Regions from separate parts of the Hordeum vulgare genome. Here region 1 is linked to region 2. Evidence: chromatin contacts called from public Hi-C data. All regions are on one chromosome and are shown on one strand. The core of a region is the stretch at or near the end of the contact, and the rest is flanking DNA. Distances in the headings are between cores, read along the strand shown.

Region 1 (2,893 bases), core at 237-2,736, 150 kb before region 2:
ACGGTAACATGCATACCAATAAGCCGGGTCGAGGCAATCTCAAGAGCGTCAAGCTTATAGTTTAACCAAGTCAGTCTTTGAGTAGCGGGATAGGAGAACCGACAATTTCAACTCTAACCGGAAAGTTATGACATTTCTCATCATGTTTGTCTCGTGGATTATTTAGAAACAAAGAAATGCACGGATATTCCGTCACAAGAGTTCGTCGCCGGCTACCTTGATTTCCTTCATTATTGAGGAGGCCAAGCTATGGATAACCGCGGGAGCAAAGAAATTAGGGACTATTTTCTCAGATGAGTAATTATCATGTCGAACTTGTGATTGTGCTATAAAACTCTTAACTTTATTTTTTTTTCCATATTTAATAAATGAGGCAAATCTTATGTCTTCCTTTAAGAGAAAAAAAATGTGAAAACAAGATCGAACCTGTTTGCCTACTCAAGATGGGAGTACATAGAGCTAGCTACAGCTGTAAGGTGAATATTCCAAACGCGGAAGGACAATATATGCATACCTGTAAAGACTAAAGAGAGCAAAGGGAACACCCTGCCTGAAGGGAACTTGTCTAACCAACGAATGAACGCGAGCTCGGCAACCGTTGGAAATCTGATCTGATCACATCTGATTCAGATGACCATACGCATGCAGTCTACAGCATCTCGAAGAATATATATGTACAACGGATATGGACCGGCCGACGGTGCCACGCTAGCTCATTTACAGTGACGGGGTACTTTTCACCTACTACCTATTTTATTTTACTTAAGTTACTTCCACCAACTTTTTTTACTTGCTACCGATGGACTAGTAGCACCAAAGCGTATAGCGAGTCTTTTTTTAACGCCCTACACACTCAAACGTTTATATAAATATGCATACACTCATTCTTATAAACGCGCATACTATATTCTATTTTTATGAGTAACTTTAAAAAATTGAGTTTGATATATTATCTTGAGATTTACAAAATCATCGTATACGCCTCGTGCTAACGTCTCTTCCCATTAAAAATATATCGTCAAAAATTATGAAATGAATCCATAAATAATGCAAGCATCATAACTTCAATCCTAGTGCACTAAGATACCACTGTTCCTCTAAGAGCATCTACAGCCGCACCCTTCAAATGACCGCTCATACGCGTGCGGACACGCCTGATCAATGACCAAACAAGAAAAGAAGAAAAAAAATGATTCAACTAGACCCCTCGTATCGTTTCTATATGTTCGGTCTGTCCGTAAACCCTCGTATCCATCTTAAATATGGGGAGGATATAAGAGCTCGCGGACGCGGCTCGCCGCCACGTAGGACGCGACTCCAGCCTGGACCACTTTTATTTCTTTTCTTTATTCATTCTCTTCTTTCTTTCTTTTTCTTTCCATCAATCACGTACAAGTGATCAGATATATGAGAAATAATATGAGGAATATAACTGTGCGAACGCATAAATAAGGAACATGCTAGGCTATTGATCGGGCATGTCCGTAAACGTTCAAGGGATCATATTTACAATGTCCGGCTGTAGATGCTTTAACCATCCAACCACAAATTGGTTAGCTCGTATAGTCACTCAGCAGTTAGAGGCATGGATGTGTTTTTTTTTTTCAAAGAGGCATGGATGGTTGCAATGCCCCCATCCCTATAAATACGTACACCGGAGCACACAGCAAAGAAACCATAGCGAGCGCGTGTAAGACCAGCGTGCCCTTGCCCATTCCGACGCATTGCAACGGTCAGCCGAAGCTTACCTAGCCAAGGCCACGCCATCCTCTCCTCAGCTAGCTAGCCGTATTCCATGAGCGGTGGTGGTGGAGCAATGGAGTCGTCGCTGATAGCAAAACACCTTCTCCTCTGCTGCCTCTTCCTCGTAGCCTCGGCGCTCGCCGCCGTCGCGCAGGCCAAGACGGTGCACGAACACTGGGACATCAGCTACCAGTTCACGCACTCGGACTGCGTGCGCAAGCTGGCCGTGACCATCAACGGGGGCACCCCGGGCCCCACCATCCGCGCCGTCCAGGGCGACACCGTGGTGGTGACCGTCAAGAACCTCCTGATGACGGAGAACGTGGCCATCCACTGGCACGGCATCCGGCAGCTGGGCACGCCGTGGGCGGACGGCACGGAGGGCGTCACCCAGTGCCCCATCCTCCCGGGCGACACCTTCGAGTACAGGTTCGTGGTGGACCGGCCGGGGACATACATGTACCACGCGCACTACGGCATGCAGCGCTCCGCCGGGCTCAACGGCATGATCGTCGTCGCGGCCGCGCCGGGCGGGCCCGACGCCGAGCCGTTCGCGTACGACGGCGGCGAGCACGACGTGCTCCTCAACGACTGGTGGCACAAGAGCACCTACGAGCAGGCCGCCGGGCTCGCCGCCGTCCCCATCGAGTGGGTCGGCGAGCCAAAGTCGCTGCTCATCAACGGCCGCGGCAGGTACAACTGCTCGGCCATGGCGTCGGACGCCGCTGCCGCCTGCAACGCGACGCACCCGGAGTGCGCCACGCAGGTGTTCGCCGTGGTGCCCGGCAAGACGTACCGCTTCCGGATCGCCAGCGTCACCTCCCTCTCCGCCCTCAACTTCGAGATCGAGGTAATTGATAGCTCAACGGCGTTCAAAGTTTCTTTCTTCAGTTCAGTACCTACGTACGTACGTAAGTTGGTCTTGGTTCTGACTATACTTCGTCTGGGAGGTGCACATGGAGCTAGCTCGGTAGACGACGTAGTAGTAGTACGTGTGGGTGAAAATAAGAATAGGAGTACGAAGATGGCTGGCAGAGGCGACTAGAACATGTGGGTGCATGTGCGCATGCAGGCGACAGGAGAGATCGTCGGGCAGACCATGGTCAGATATTCACATTGTGCCCGAGGGGGGGGGCTGATTCTGTTCTGA
Region 2 (3,205 bases), core at 619-3,118:
CAATAAAATGTACCGTGGCATGTGTGGATATTCGGTGGGAATGTCGGCAAATGGCGCATGGTGAGCAGATTCAAACGGCCAAGGAAACGACCATGTCCATAAATCCTGTTGTCCTGAATTTGGCCAATGGTCATGCCAAACGAGGAAATGACATTTTAGACGGATGGCGGAACTCATGTGAAAAACGTAGCTTCAAGGGCAGAAGCTCCAGCAATGCGCCATGGTCTTAAATCACACTCGATCCGAAACGATGACACGAAGATTGCTGTCAATTGGCCACGAAGTATGTCGATGTCTACTTTGAACACAATTCGAGAGAAGACGGTGACGGGCAGCGCATTCTTAGCTAGTGTGACGAGACATCAGCCTTTTTTGTCACTTTGACGATCCTCTTGATTTTCTTGTGAAATATTGGGTGGACGATGCAACAAGTATTACTGGTAGCTCGTAAAGCCCATGTTCGAGTGTAAAAACAATGTGAACGTTTCGGTCTTTTTAGCAGCATATCCTCTGTTTTTTATTTTGATCTTAAGGCAGTATAACTGTGTAGACATTCCCAGTGCCACTGATTTCTGTCTTTTCTTCAGACGAGGCAACATCCCCCTGATCTGTTATAATCCTACGTTAATCTCGCTCTATCTACGGGGCGCACAGTAGGCTGGTCGGCGGTTCTGATTGCTTAGGCGATCCGAATGATTAAACAGTGACATTCTTGGTGTCCGATGATAGCAGTCTATGAAGATTGCTATCAACCGGCCAATGTGTCTGTCAAGATCTCTTTTGATCACAATCTGAGAGGGACTGACGGGCGCCAAATTCCCAGCCACAGCGACGAAGCATCAGCCTTTTATGTTGATCTGAACGGTGAACGCTCTTAAATTTCATACTGCTGCCACACCACATGATTTGCTGAAACGTGATACGTATTCGAACTTCGCACATTATTTTCCTAACAGGATTTGCACCGAGCAGCGTAACACAATGTGCGTATGTATTCGAACTGCACGTTTCTCTTGCTCGCAAATTTTTCAAAATTACAAGGGAGAAGGGAATAGAAAAGAACTCCATGTTCGCGCGATCGCGATCCGGCGGCTGCTACTCATGAGCTGACCCTCACCTTGCTGCCGCAGCAGCCGCCGCCGGAGCCGCCGTGGCCGGCCGGCCTGCCCTTCTTGTCGGCGTCGGTGCGGTCGAGAAACTCGCGGTTCTCCTTCCACACCTCGCCGTCGTCGTACACCTCCTTCTTCCAGATGGGCACGGAGGCCTTGATCTCGTCGATCACGTAGCGGCACGCGTCCATGGCGTCCGCGCGGTGCACCGCCGAGGCCGCCACGAACACGCTGGCCTCGCCGGCGGGGACCGTCCCGAGGCGGTGCGCCACGGCCAGCCGGCACAGCGCGTGGGCCGCGCGGGCCTCGCGGAGGATGGCCTCGAGCCGGCGCCGCGCCATGGACCCGTACGCCTCGTACCGCAGCTCCACCACGCGCCTCCCGTCGAAGTGGTCCCGCGTGGTGCCCTCGAAGGTGGCGATGGCGCCCGCCGACAGGTCGCGGACGTGGTCCACGTACCGGCCCATGTCCAGCCGGCCCGATCCCTCGTCCAGGATCTCCACCAGGTCCTGGCACGCCGCCTCCGTCGTCGGGGCCTCGTCGCCGGCCATCGAGGGGAGCTTGTGCGCCCGCGCTGCTGGTGCTTGGATCACGGAGCTCGGGCGCTCGAAGTCGTCGGTGGCGCAGCGAGATAAGGTTTGGTGGAGGAGAGGAGAGGAGAGGAGAGGAACCACGGAAGTGCCCTGCGGCTTTCTTATTTTATATTTTATCATCCTGCTCCCAGCATCGGAGACTTTTTTTTTAATTCGATTTCGGCCTCAAGCGGCACAGTATTTCCAGATACTGCCTATTTGGGACTTCTCTAATTCATATAAAATACAGTTCCGTTTCATTAAATTCATTTTAAAACGGTTTCACACGGAAATTGTAACTCTCTTAAAAAAATTGTTTGGCTTTCATCCAGCTATAATTTTAAAAATGAAAATTTTGATTAAAAAATATATCTGACTGAATGAGTAAGAAAAAAATTGAAGAAGTATCCATTTACTGATGATAGCAGTGGGTAATTTTCTGCCAGCTTCAGTTTTTATATTTTTTTCAAAACATCTTTTAAAAAACTTCATAAAAGATATGAAGTTGTGTCTTAGATTTTAGTTTTTATACGAAGCGACAAGTAATGAAGATATCTTGTTTGACTTGTGTTTTTAGAGCTGAACTAAATTTTAAGAAACGGAATAGTTTCAAACAGGCCTAACTATGTAGCAGTGTAAGTCAGATTTGTCGCTCAATGAACACAGCGGAAGAAAAAGAAAGTAGTCCTACGAGCGAGCATGTCAGATATAGCAAAGTTCGTCCTGATTACTTGCGATCATGTGCACTCCCGTCCCGTGCGATTGAGATCGAATGGCTCTGCCTGCGGTGAGCAATCAATGGGTTGACTCAGTCCAAACCTGCTACAAATGTCTGCCTCGAAGAATTGAACCAGCTACTCCAGTACACAGGGAGTATTTCATTGCTCTACTTTAATAGAACTTGTTGCACGGATAGAAATATAGAACACATCGCAGATGTTTTAACATTCAAAGCTGAGGAAAACTTAGTACCATAATTGCAAACGATGCTCGCGCTCCATTAAATTCATTTTAAATTCATTTTCAAACGGTTTCACACGGAAATTGTAACTCTCTTAAAAAAATTGTTTGGCTTTCATCCAGCTATAATTTTAAAAATGAAAATTTTGATTAAAAAATATATCTGACTGAATGAGTAAGAAAAAAATTGAAGAAGTATCCATTTACTGATGATAGCAGTGGGTAATTTTCTGCCAGCTTCAGTTTTTATATTTTTTTCAAAACATCTTTTAAAAAACTTCACAAAAGATATGAAGTTGTGTCTTAGATTTTAGTTTTTATACGAAGCGACAAGTAATGAAGATATCTTGTTTGACTTGTGTTTTTAGAGCGGAACTGAATTTTAAGAAACGGAATAGTTTCAAACAGGCCTAACTATGTAGCAGTGTAAGTCAGATTTGTCGCTCAATGAACACAGCGGAAGAAAAAGAAAGTAGTCCTACAAGCGAGCATGTCAGATATAGCAAAGTTCGTCCTGATTACTTGCGATCATGTGCACTCCCGTCCCGTGCGATTGAGATCGAA

The links. A called contact is a pair of places that touch in the nucleus more often than the background predicts.
Region 1: a Hi-C map of seedling shows a contact between it and region 2, with 2.8 times the contacts expected there. The contact joins the promoter of LOC123398800 here to the promoter of LOC123395482 in region 2. A contact is called at or near these places in 1 of 6 Hi-C or Micro-C datasets (seedling) and 1 of 1 datasets of contacts at active chromatin or transcription factors (embryo).

The regions. Positions count from the first base shown.
Region 1 is chr5H:405,360,802-405,363,694 of MorexV3_pseudomolecules_assembly, reverse strand. It overlaps LOC123398800 (L-ascorbate oxidase-like), which reads left to right and starts at 1,486. Exons shown (of 2, transcript XM_045093255.1): 1 at 1,486-2,593. The coding sequence starts at 1,796.
Region 2 is chr5H:405,211,771-405,214,975 of MorexV3_pseudomolecules_assembly, reverse strand. LOC123395482 (molybdopterin synthase catalytic subunit-like) reads right to left here and starts at 1,868. Exons shown (of 1, transcript XM_045090486.1): 1 at 975-1,868. The coding sequence starts at 1,822. The coding sequence ends at 1,100.